Linked DNA regions of Mus musculus: all the other regions are linked to region 1. Evidence: chromatin contacts called from public ChIA-PET and HiChIP or PLAC-seq data. All regions are on one chromosome and are shown on one strand. Each heading gives the region's core, a stretch centred on a gene start, on an enhancer-like site or on the middle of the called end of the contact. The rest is flanking DNA. Distances are from core to core; before and after follow the strand shown.

What was found. ChIA-PET counts read pairs in DNA pulled down with a chosen protein or histone mark. HiChIP or PLAC-seq counts read pairs in DNA pulled down with a chosen protein or histone mark.
Region 2: an RNA polymerase II ChIA-PET map of memory CD8 T cells shows a contact between it and region 1, with 11 read pairs. The contact joins the promoter of Smpd2 here to the enhancer-like site in region 1. A contact is called at or near these places in 7 of 39 promoter capture datasets (the 3T3-L1 cell line, 3T3-L1-derived adipocytes, the C10 cell line and 4 more), 7 of 484 Hi-C or Micro-C datasets (the Ba/F3 cell line, the G1E-ER4 cell line, the HPC-7 cell line and 3 more), 1 of 115 datasets of contacts at active chromatin or transcription factors (memory CD8 T cells) and 1 of 9 other capture datasets (embryonic stem cells).
Region 3: a BATF HiChIP or PLAC-seq map of CD8 T cells shows a contact between it and region 1, with 5 read pairs. The contact joins two enhancer-like sites. A contact is called at or near these places in 7 of 39 promoter capture datasets (the 3T3-L1 cell line, 3T3-L1-derived adipocytes, the HPC-7 cell line and 3 more), 2 of 484 Hi-C or Micro-C datasets (the C10 cell line and cortical neurons) and 1 of 115 datasets of contacts at active chromatin or transcription factors (CD8 T cells).

Annotation. Positions count from the first base shown.
Region 1 is chr10:41,977,324-41,980,753 of GRCm38.p6, forward strand. Armc2 (armadillo repeat containing 2) reads right to left here. Exons shown (of 18, transcript NM_001034858.3): 6 at 3,198-3,274. Among named protein-coding and RNA genes, the nearest start is that of Gm33058, 20 kb to the left of the region's middle. Within about 2 kb of position 1,713, at least 78 of the 459 cell types and tissues checked have an H3K27ac peak or open chromatin away from gene starts, as enhancers often do. A contact at or near this core is called in the Ba/F3 cell line, CD8 T cells, the G1E-ER4 cell line and 4 more, where this site is marked.
Region 2 is chr10:41,488,636-41,492,065 of GRCm38.p6, forward strand. Smpd2 (sphingomyelin phosphodiesterase 2, neutral) reads right to left here and starts at 1,705. Exons shown (of 10, transcript NM_009213.2): 1 at 1,348-1,705; 2 at 829-925; 3 at 640-716; 4 at 296-389; 5 at 99-188. The coding sequence starts at 1,397. It overlaps Ppil6 (peptidylprolyl isomerase (cyclophilin)-like 6), which reads left to right and starts at 1,804. Exons shown (of 8, transcript NM_028430.1): 1 at 1,804-1,986. The coding sequence starts at 1,846.
Region 3 is chr10:41,535,395-41,538,824 of GRCm38.p6, forward strand. No RefSeq gene overlaps it. Among named protein-coding and RNA genes, the nearest start is that of Gm17196, 16 kb to the right of the region's middle. Within about 2 kb of position 1,502, at least 10 of the 459 cell types and tissues checked have an H3K27ac peak or open chromatin away from gene starts, as enhancers often do. A contact at or near this core is called in CD8 T cells, where this site is marked.

The DNA of each region.
Region 1 (3,430 bases), core at 463-2,962:
GTTTAAATGGTAAGGATACAATGTAGGCAAAACAGCAAGACCGGCTAATCTGTGCAGACCTATCAGCAAGACTTCATCATAAAACAAAATTGAATTGTCTTTAGCACAGAATTAGTCTTGAGTGCAGGCCCAGAGTTCCTTTTCCAAACTTTTGGGCCAGGTGTGGTGCAGGCTTCAGAAATGCCTGGATCTCAGAATGAAAGCAGTGTTCACAACAGGGACTTCGGAGCACCACCCTCCAGCGTAACACGTGAACGCTCACACTAGAGGGGCCAACACTACAGCTCTGGTCGGATCTGCCATTGCCACTAGAGCTATTTCAACGTTTGGGATGTTGAGGTTTTCAGAATGGCAGACAAAAGACTGTAGACCATCATCTCTGCTTTTTGGATTTTTGAGTGTGCTTGAACTGGATAAAACATGCACATGGGGCTGGAGAGATGGCTCAGCGGTTAAGAGCCCTGACTGCTCTTCCAGAGGTCCTGAGTTCAGTTCCCAGCAACCACATGGTGGCTCACAAGCATCTGCTATGGGATCCGATGCCCTCTTCTGGTGTGTCTGAAGAGAGCAACCATGTACTCACATTAAACAAACAAAACAAACAAGCATGTAATTCTAAAAGTAAATACAAATAGCCACGCAGTATAAGAAGACCGCCGCTCATAGTCCTAGGTAATTAATCCACTTAGAGGCCAAAGGATATGAACAGACTCAGTATTGAAGAAGGCAAACAAAAAGCCAGAAGTTGTTAAGTCAACAACAGTCAATTTCCTTGACATATATAGGAAACACTTAAATTTGCTAGAAAGCAGGTTGGGGAGATGGCTCGGTGGGTAAGGCACCTGCTGCTGCAAGCTTCAGGACCCAGGCTTGGATCCCCAGCACATATAAAAGAAGCCAGGCATGGTGCTGTAACCCCAGAGCAGAGGAGCAGAAACAGGCAGATCCTGCGAGCTCACTGACCAGCTCAGTGTGGCCAGAATGTGGCTCCATGTCCAACGAGAGACCATCTCAAAAAATATGGTAAAGGGTTCGAGAAAAAGACTCTGACATTGAGCTGTGGCATCATCTATTGGAGTAGGAACCTGCTCTAACACATCAAAACCCCAAATTACTAGAAATTCAGGCTTTAAATCCATGTGGTCTTAAAAAAAAAACAAAAAACCAAAACGAAACCCCTACACAGTGTGCTTTTCAATGTAAAGCTGAGCGATCAACTAGTTCCCCAGGAAGAGTGAAATCAGTCAACATGCTCCCCCCAGGAAGAAATGATTATCAAGATGAGTCAGAAATCACCCAAGTTTAGTTACCTCCAGACCCTTCTGAGACTTCTCAGACTCATTTTGAGAAGTTAGCTAAACACTGTGGTATAAGAATTTCTTCTCGGTCGTCTCCCAGGAATCCCCACTAATGTGGTTGTGTCTTGCTATGGCCTTGCTTCTGTATCCCCATGTGGTCCTCACTGCCCCCATCACCTCCATTCCATACCCTATCCCCAGTGAATTCTAGAAACTGAAGCATGTCTACAAACACACAGTGTGGCCCAGTCTTGGGGAACAACTTCAAATTTTAAAAAGGACTTTCATCTAGGTTCACTGCTTGCTAAATATAAAAATAATGATTCAACAGGAAAATTGGGTAAGTCAGGCAAGAAATACTGCCTGTTTTTGAAGATTCTGCTGTCTCCGTGGTTATAGCTGTTAACCACAGCTTTCAGCTTTGGACCCAACAGCTTGATACATTGTTAGCATTGGCTGGTGTTTTTAGCATGCAAACGTAAACCCCTTAGCAACAATGTTGTCTAGGGAATTGGAAGGCTTAGATTCTCCTGAGTTCTAGATACATTGCAGGTGACCACTAACTGTCTCCTTACTGGTGAGGGGCTAGTTTGAAGATAACATCTTTTACACGGTGCTAGATTGATATCATTTATCATCATTTTTTATTTTTGTTGAGACAAGGTCTTACTGTAGCTCAGAATGGCCTGCAATTCATAACCCTGTCTCTGTTTCCAAAATGTTCAGATTATAGATGTGTACTCATAGAGCCCGACATAAACTTTTGTGTGAAATGAAAAAAAAAAACTATGAAGAATATAACAGACACTGTCCTACCCTGAATAGTTTGGTTCAATGCTAATAATGTGCTACGTTTGTATCTTTTTATTTTAAAGACAACAACAACAACAAAAACCTTGAAGGCTTAAAACCTTCTTATGCCTGCCTTATCTAGATCCTTCCCCATGGGGGGGGGGGTCACCAGCCTTTGAAATGGGGGTGACAGCATGTTTGTTTTTCTAGGTGTGACACAGAGCTCCCTAACTCTTGTTTCCACAACTTAAGGTTTCACCTGCTGCTTGTGTTGTACAGTCAATGTTACAATGTTACAGTGTTACAATGTTACAGTGTTACAATGTTACAGTGGTATAGTGTAACAAATGTTCCCTGGCTCATTTTTCTCACTGCCTGACTTTGCACCATTTCTAACCATTGGTCTGTATTATTTCATATTTCCTCAGGCAGAATAAAGTCCCTAAAGGGCTTTCATAATATAGTTTCATTTAATGTAACAGACAGCTGTCCTACCCTGACTAGTTTGGTCCAATGTTAACAATGTGCCACATTTGTATCTTTTTCTTTATTTTAAAGACAAAAACAAAAAACAAAAAATCTTGAAGAATTAAAACCTTCTTCATTTAAGTGGGCAATGCTTTTGAACTTAAGTTTAGATTTACACTGATATTAAATCTGCACACAAACCCTCCAGATACCTTCAAGCTATAATTTCTGTGAGTTTCTGTCTACATTGAAGGCAGCAGACCTGGATACTGGTTTAAGACGGCAGTGAAAAATGAAAACTTAGAAAACAAATGGTTTCTGAGCAAGTTGGATCCAGTTCCTGAAGTTGTCGAACAGAGTTACTAAGGGCTCGGTGTGGCACTCTAGACTCTCCTTGACTTCCACCTAACATTTGTCTTTGAAAAACAAGTCACACTGTTTAACAGCACAAAGATCTTGAGAATGAAGGATGCTGAAGGCGGAGAGGCACACTCACCTGCTCTGGATGCTGAAGGCGGAGAGGCACACTCACCTGCTCTGGATGCTGAAGGAGGAGAGGCACTCTCACCTGCTCTGGATGCTGAAGGAGGAGAGGCACTCTCATCTGCTATGATGCTGAGGGCAGAGAGGCACACTCACCTGCCCTGGTTTCCTTCCTGCTCAGGTCTGAGCTGCTAGGGCACGAGGAGGCCCTGGCACGCCGTTTCCCAGGGTCCCTAGGAGGAAGAGCAATGGATGAGACACAGAAGTATTTTCATTTTTATAAACTGCAATTTGTTCATGTCAGGCTTGGAAGAAACTACAGAGACTAGTTTAAGAGATGGGTTTGGTGCCCATTTGTCTGCTGTCACCTGCCTTTGCCTCCTAAGATT
Region 2 (3,430 bases), core at 455-2,954, 490 kb before region 1:
CCTTATCCCCAGGCAGCAGAACTAACTAGTGGCGTCTCTTCTCCACCATAGCATTGGGCTGCTTGACCCACTGCCTAAGCCTGGCTAGCCCCACTCACATGAGTCACGTAGGCATTGAGCACCAGTCCACTTAGACGGAGCACCAGCAGCCCCACAGACTTCCCACAGAACCAGTCTCCATGATGGAACTGCAGGCAAGAGAAGACAAAAACTCAGGGTACTGACACCCTCCTGCCAAGGCCCCAGGAAGGCTGCGTCCAGTCTGTGTTAGCAAGGATAGGGAAGAGATCCTTACCATGTAGGGGTAACCATTCAGACTGTAGACATGCTGGAAGATTTCCTGGATTGGGTGTTTGGAGAACACACAGAGGCCACTGCCTATCATCCCGCTGAAAACCAACTCTTGCTTAATAACCAGAAGAGCAAGGAGGGGAGTACCCAGCCAGCCCTCTTCCCCTCCGCGGTCTCCCAGCTCTACTGCTAAGATCAACCCCAGAACAAAGCCTAAGACAGCAGCCCTTGCAAGATGAGGGTGACGGCCTGCTCTTCTCACACCCAGAGGAAGAAGATCGAGGGTGCAAGCAAGAATGTTGGAGAGCTTCCTCGTCTGAGAACAGGCTGAGAACACAGGCTTTTCACCTTCTGAAGTAGTGTGCATCTGGATAGGTGAGCGATAGCCTTTGCCTTAGGTACTGGAAGTCCTGCTCACTCCACACCTGAGGAAGAAGGTGAGGATACTTGCTTGGATTTCATCCCAGACAGAACAGTTTTCCTGCGCCGCCTGCCGCCTGCTGCCCTCCTCCAACCTAGCCTGCCCTACAACCTCACCTCCTCCAGGAGAGCCAGATCAAAGTTTTCCAAGTTCAGAAAGTCTCCCAAGCGCTTCATGCGGTCCGCCCTATGTTTGCTCAGGTAGGGGATGTCCCTAAAAGGGGTGGAGGACGCAGGGGGCAGAAGAGATGGGTCAGCAGTTCAATTTCCAGCAAGCACATGACAGCTTACAACTGTCTGTAACTCCAGTTCCAGAGAATCTGGCACCTTCACACAGACATACATACAGGCAAAACACCAAATGTACATAAAATAAAAGTAAATCATTTAAAAGGAAAGACATGGGCCAGGTTTGGGACGATTACTGCTGTCATCACCTCAGCTTTGGATGATAGGGACTTTGGTGATTGCTGCAACCACCCAAGCTCTGGTCTTTAGGCGATGTGGACTTTGGTGGTTCGGGAAGGACAGGGTCTAGCTCGGCTGAAGAAGACCTGCTTCCTTCCTAGGCATGTGCGAGAGGGGACTGGAAGGTGGCTCCGAGGCTGCAGCCCACGCCTGGGAGCACTTACTTACCAGCAGTTGAGATTGAAAACTCTCAGCCGTAGAGAAAAGTTGAGCTTCATGGCTGGAGTGCTTCGGAGCAAGGGCGGCGAGGCGGATTGCGCGCACAGGCTTATTGCCCTGTCCTGCGCTGCCCCGACCCAGGAACGCGAGCTGGTTGGGGGTGGGGGGCGACTCCTGCGTTACTGGGACAAAGGCCGTCCTTCCACCCGGAAAGAAGGTCGGCTGCAAATCCCGGGCTGGCTGCGCGAGGCCGCCGGCAGTCCTGGAAGGAATCTCGGGTGGACTGTTCCAGATTCTTAGGTCCTTCGGTGGGTTCTCCGCACCGCGGCCTACAGGTTCCTCCCTTGTTCCCGGCTCGGCTTCCACCAGCAACAGGCTTGAAGTTGATGCGAGGCCCCGCCCACGAACTCACTCAGGTCCCGCCCCTTGCGGGCGTTCGGGGAGGAGCCACGCGGTTGCCCTGGCGACTCGCACTATTTGTGTTCCGGGCTCTCTGCTGTCCCTGCCATGGCCACCCAGCAGCCGTGCCGGCCCAAGTCGAAGCCCCCAGCATGTCACGTGCGGTTGCCGCCCGAGCCGCCCCTGAAGCTGAAGGTGGTGGGGCTCTTCAAAAGCTCCAGCTTTCAGGTGTCAAAGACCATCGCTGAGGTAACCCCTCGCCCCAGACGCCGTGCGCACCTCAGCCCCCTGCCGCGGTGTCGCCTGCGCTGGCGGGCGGGGGTCCACGTTCTGTCCTAGGGCTGGATGGGGGCATAGAGAACAAATGCTGGTCGCAAGGAAGGGCGACCTGGAAGAGACTCGGAGCGCGAGCGAGCGTTCGCGGGGATCCGTATTGGGAAAATGGTAATTTCGGAACACCTATGCATGGAAATGCTAGTTCACGTGAAATTTTTTATTGGATTATGGATTTACAAAATTCAAAATTACGGGAAAATATTCAAAAGCTCCAGCTTTCAGGACCATCGCTGAGGTAACCCGGTGCCCCAGATACCACCTCAGCCTCCCCGCCTCTAGTTTAAAAAAAAAAAAGAAAAGAAAAGAAAAAAACACTTGTGATTTTTTTTAGTACTTTAATTTTGGAAGGGCCTTTCCTTTATAATTTCTGTAGTTGTTTCTGCATTTTAGCAGAATCAGATACTTTTCAGATTTTTAAGAGATGTCCCAGAAGTGCTGTGAAGAATCCAAGTATGAATTTGTAAACATGTAGAATGATATTTTATGCACCAGGAAACAAACAAATGTAGCCAGGTCAATCATGCCGCAGCACGCCTGCTACCTGGAAACAGGAAAAAACCTGGGGGGTACGGTGGTGAAATACACGCAGCCCTGAGCCAGCAACTAGTTTGTTTGTGCTTGTTTTTTCCAGCTGGAGAGCAAGGGCAGTAGAATTCACCCTCAGAACACACACACACACACACACACACACACACACACACACACCCTTGCTTGCTCTAGCATCCAGAGTGAAAGTGCTGTCTTGTGTGTGTGTTGGAAGATGAAGGCTTAGTGCTTGTGTTTGTTTCTTTATTGGGTTTTTTTTTTTTTTTTGGTATTTTTGAGACATGAACCAGTGTCTTACAGCTAAAGTGGCCTTCCTTCCTTCCTCCCTTCTCTCTCTCTCTCTCTCTCTCTCTCTCTCTCTCTCTCTTTCTTGTTTGACTCTCTTAAGACATTAATATTTCCTGTGGTTGTTCCACACTGCAGGCAAAGTGTTTGCAACCTTTTTTTTTTCTTCCTGGGAAGTTCAATTAGTAAATATGTTAGGTGTTCTGGGACACAGTCTTAGACTTATGTTGAGAAAAACAGTGTGCCCAGGTATGGTAACACAGGCACCCAAAAGGCCAAGACAGGAAGTTGATGGCCAGCCTGGGCTACATAGTTATTAATACTTTGTCTTCATAACAAAGCAAAGCGGTGGACACAGGATATAAGTGTTCTAATAAAACTTTATTGTAGGGGCTGGAGAGATGGCTCAGGGATTAAGTCACAACAAACACTGACTGCTCTTCCGAAGGTCCTGAGTTCAAATTCCAGCAACCACATGATGGCTCACAACCATCCTTAATGAGATCTGACTCCCTCTTCTGGAGTG
Region 3 (3,430 bases), core at 252-2,751, 440 kb before region 1:
TCCCAATCAAGATATGATCCAGCCCATCTTTGACATATCTGACTTACCTCAAGGTTTCTCTTGTCTCCATCTCCCATTTCATCTTAGGAGAACCGAAATAAGATGTGCACTAGTGCACCTTGCTTATGAGGGTTCTGGTGATTCAAACTCAGGTCCTCCTGTTCCCATGGCAAGCATTTTACTCACTTTTTTTTTTTTTTTTTTTTTTTGAGGAGGAGGGAGGTGGAGCAGAGTCTCTCACTGGTCTGGAGTTTGCTATGTCATTAAGAAGGAATCAGTGGGGCTGGTGAGATGGCTCAGCGGTTAAGAGCACTGACTACTCTTCCGAAGGTCCTGAGTTCAAATCCCAACAACCAGCCAGGCATGGTGGTGCATGCCTTTAATCCCAGCACTCGGGAGGCAGAGGCAGGTGGATTTCTGAGTTTGAGGCCAGCCTGGTCTACAGAGTGAGTTCCAGGACAGCCAGGGCTATACAAGAAACCCTGTCTCGAAAAACCAAAAAAAACCAAACAAACAAAAAAATTAAATCCCAACAACCACATGGTGGCTCACAGCCATCTGTAATGAGATCTGACGTAGATATAATAATAAATAAAATAATAATAAAAGAGGAATCAGAGCTTCATCTTCACATATGTACAAGTACATATTCTGGATAAGGACTGCCTCCCTTGTCCATAACATACCTGCCAGCATTACCATTCCATTCATGTACTCGTGGTTGCTTCACTCATCATTGTGGTAGTTTGAATGAAAGTGGCCCCAATAGGCTCATAGATCTGAATGCTTGGTCTGTTGGCACTATCTGAAAGGATTGGAGGGTGTGGCCTTGTTAGATTCCTCCAACAAGGGAATGTTGTCACTAGGGATGGGCTTTGAGGTTTCAGAAACCCATGCCAAGCCAAGAGTCTCCTGCTGCTGCCTATGGATCTAGATGTAGAGCTCTCAGCTCCTTCTCCAGCACTACGTCTGCCTGCATGCTGCCACACTCCCTTTCACAGTGGCAATGGACTGAAGCTCTGAAACTGTAAACCCCCCTCAATTAAATGCTTTTCTTTATAAGAGTTGCCATGGTCATAGTGTCTCATCACATCTATAGAACACCAAGACAATCATAATGACATTCCTGTAGTAGTGATGTGTGTGTGTGTACTTATGTGCATGTGTGTGCATACATGTTCAGATGTCTTTCAATTGTTCTTTATCTTGTTTTTTGAGACAGGGTCCTCTCATTGAACTAGGACCTTCACTGATTGACTAGACTGGCTGGCTGATCAGTGAGTCTCTGGGACCTTCCTGTCTCCTCCTTCCTCCCGGGACTGGGATTACTGGTGGGCACCATCACATGCTGCTTTTGAGTGCTAAGGATCTAAACTAGGTCCTGATCTTTTACAACAATCACTTTCCCCACTGAGCCGTTCCCCAGCCCTATATAGTATTACTGCTAAGCAAGGAATCAGTTTAATAGCACAGGAAATACTGTGGTAACCTCAAATTCATGAAGCCAACATGCCCTTTACCAGGAAGTACCTGGCCTAATTGAGAGATACAATAGCTTCCTGAGTATTCAGTTTTGACATTAGTCAGGAGATACCAGCACATGTTCTAAGTTAGAGAATGTAGCCTTGAGCATCACAGTTGGGTAATGAGAGTGGCCTTTCACATTTCTTCAGTCTTAGGTCTGTAAGGCTGGAGGAGGTCTGAGTTTCCATAAGATGTTATAACTGGGGATGCTGCAATAGTTTCAGTGACATAAGACCTCAGACAACTGCTACCTGGGCTCATGCAAATTAATCCAATCTGAAGAGGCTAGAGAAAAGGCCTGGCAGTTAAGGGCAGTGGCTCTGGTCTCTTCTTGTGGCTTTCACATGCACTGCACACATGTTCACATTTTTAAAAAACCCAATATGCAGCAAAAAATGCATCTACTAGTCTTGATTGCCAGTGGAACTTGTGTTGCTACTCTGGAGAGGTAAGGAGGGTGGCATTTGGAACTCAGCCCCACCACTGTCTTAGTCATTGCTCTCATTGCTGTGAAGGGACGCCATGACCACAGCAACTCTTACAAAGGAAAACATTTGATTGGGGCTTGCTTGCAGCTTCAGACCGTCAGTCCATTATTATGGTGGAGAGCATGGTGGCAAATTCTGCAAAGCCACATCTCCTAATCCTATTACAGTTGCACTCCCCGGTGATGAAAAGTATTCAAATAATACGACTGGCCATGTAGCTTCTTTGTGTTGATGCTAATCTCCTCAGCAGCTATACCCTTCTTTGCAGTGGCCTGAACACTCTTTCAGTGATAGTGCTACAAGCTGTCTGAACTTATCCTTTCTGTTACTCTTTGTCCTAATTTTCACAGTAAGTTTGCAAAAAGCAGCTCACAATGCCTGTGTTGCTGATGCAGATGCTGTGCTGCCTTGAAATGGCTGCTACTGGATAAACCAGTCCATCCCATTTAAGCCACACTTCCTTCAAAGTTTGCTCAAAATAGTTTTTAATTTTTATTTTTTGATGGAGTAGTGAATGGGTAGCCTTCACTTCAGTGCCCCAGAGAGAGGCTGTCTTAGAGTTTGCCTCTCTGTTGCTCTGTTAAAACACTGACTAAAATGTTTGGTGAGGAAACCATTTAATTGGTTTATAGGTTACAGACTATCCTAGAGGGACGCCAAGGCAGGAACTTAATCAGAGGGAGCCAGCTTACTGGCTAGCTTTCCATGGCTTGCTCAGGCTGTTCTCTTATGCAATCCAGGACTACCTCCCTAGGGGTGTCACCGCCCACAGTGGACATCAATCACTAATCAAGAACATGTGCTATAGATAGGCCCATGGGCTAATCTAATGGAGGCAGTTCTCAGTTGCTTGTCCCTCATCCCAGATGACTAGCATATGTCACCGTGACAAAAATCTTATCAATACAGTGGACCTCTGGGAGATATCTGAAACCCAAACTATAGCAATGTATAAACTTATTGGATGTGAATGTTTCTTTGGTCTATTTGGATCCATTCATCTCTCTCTCTCTCTTTCTCTCTCTCTCTCTCTCTCTCTCTCTCTCTCTCTCTCTCTCTCTCTCTCTCTCTCTCTCTCTCTCTCTCTCTTATACCCAAGATAGATTTTCTAGTCTGAGCAAGAGAAGGAATTCCATTAAGACTTTGCTACAGTGGGCTGGAGGCTTGGCTCAGTGGTTAAGAACTCTTCCCCTTCCAGAGAAACATGGCAGCTGTCAATCATGTGCAACTCCAGTCCTAGAGAATCTGATGACTTCTTCTCACTTTTCTGGAACCAGGCACAGATGTGGTCCTCATGCATACATGCATACAGAAACATCCACCCACATAAAGTAAATACTTTTTAAAAATAAAGACTTATTAAAGTAGGAGTTTTAGCATTTCTAAGAAAAGAATAATACATTTACGTTAAAAAAAAA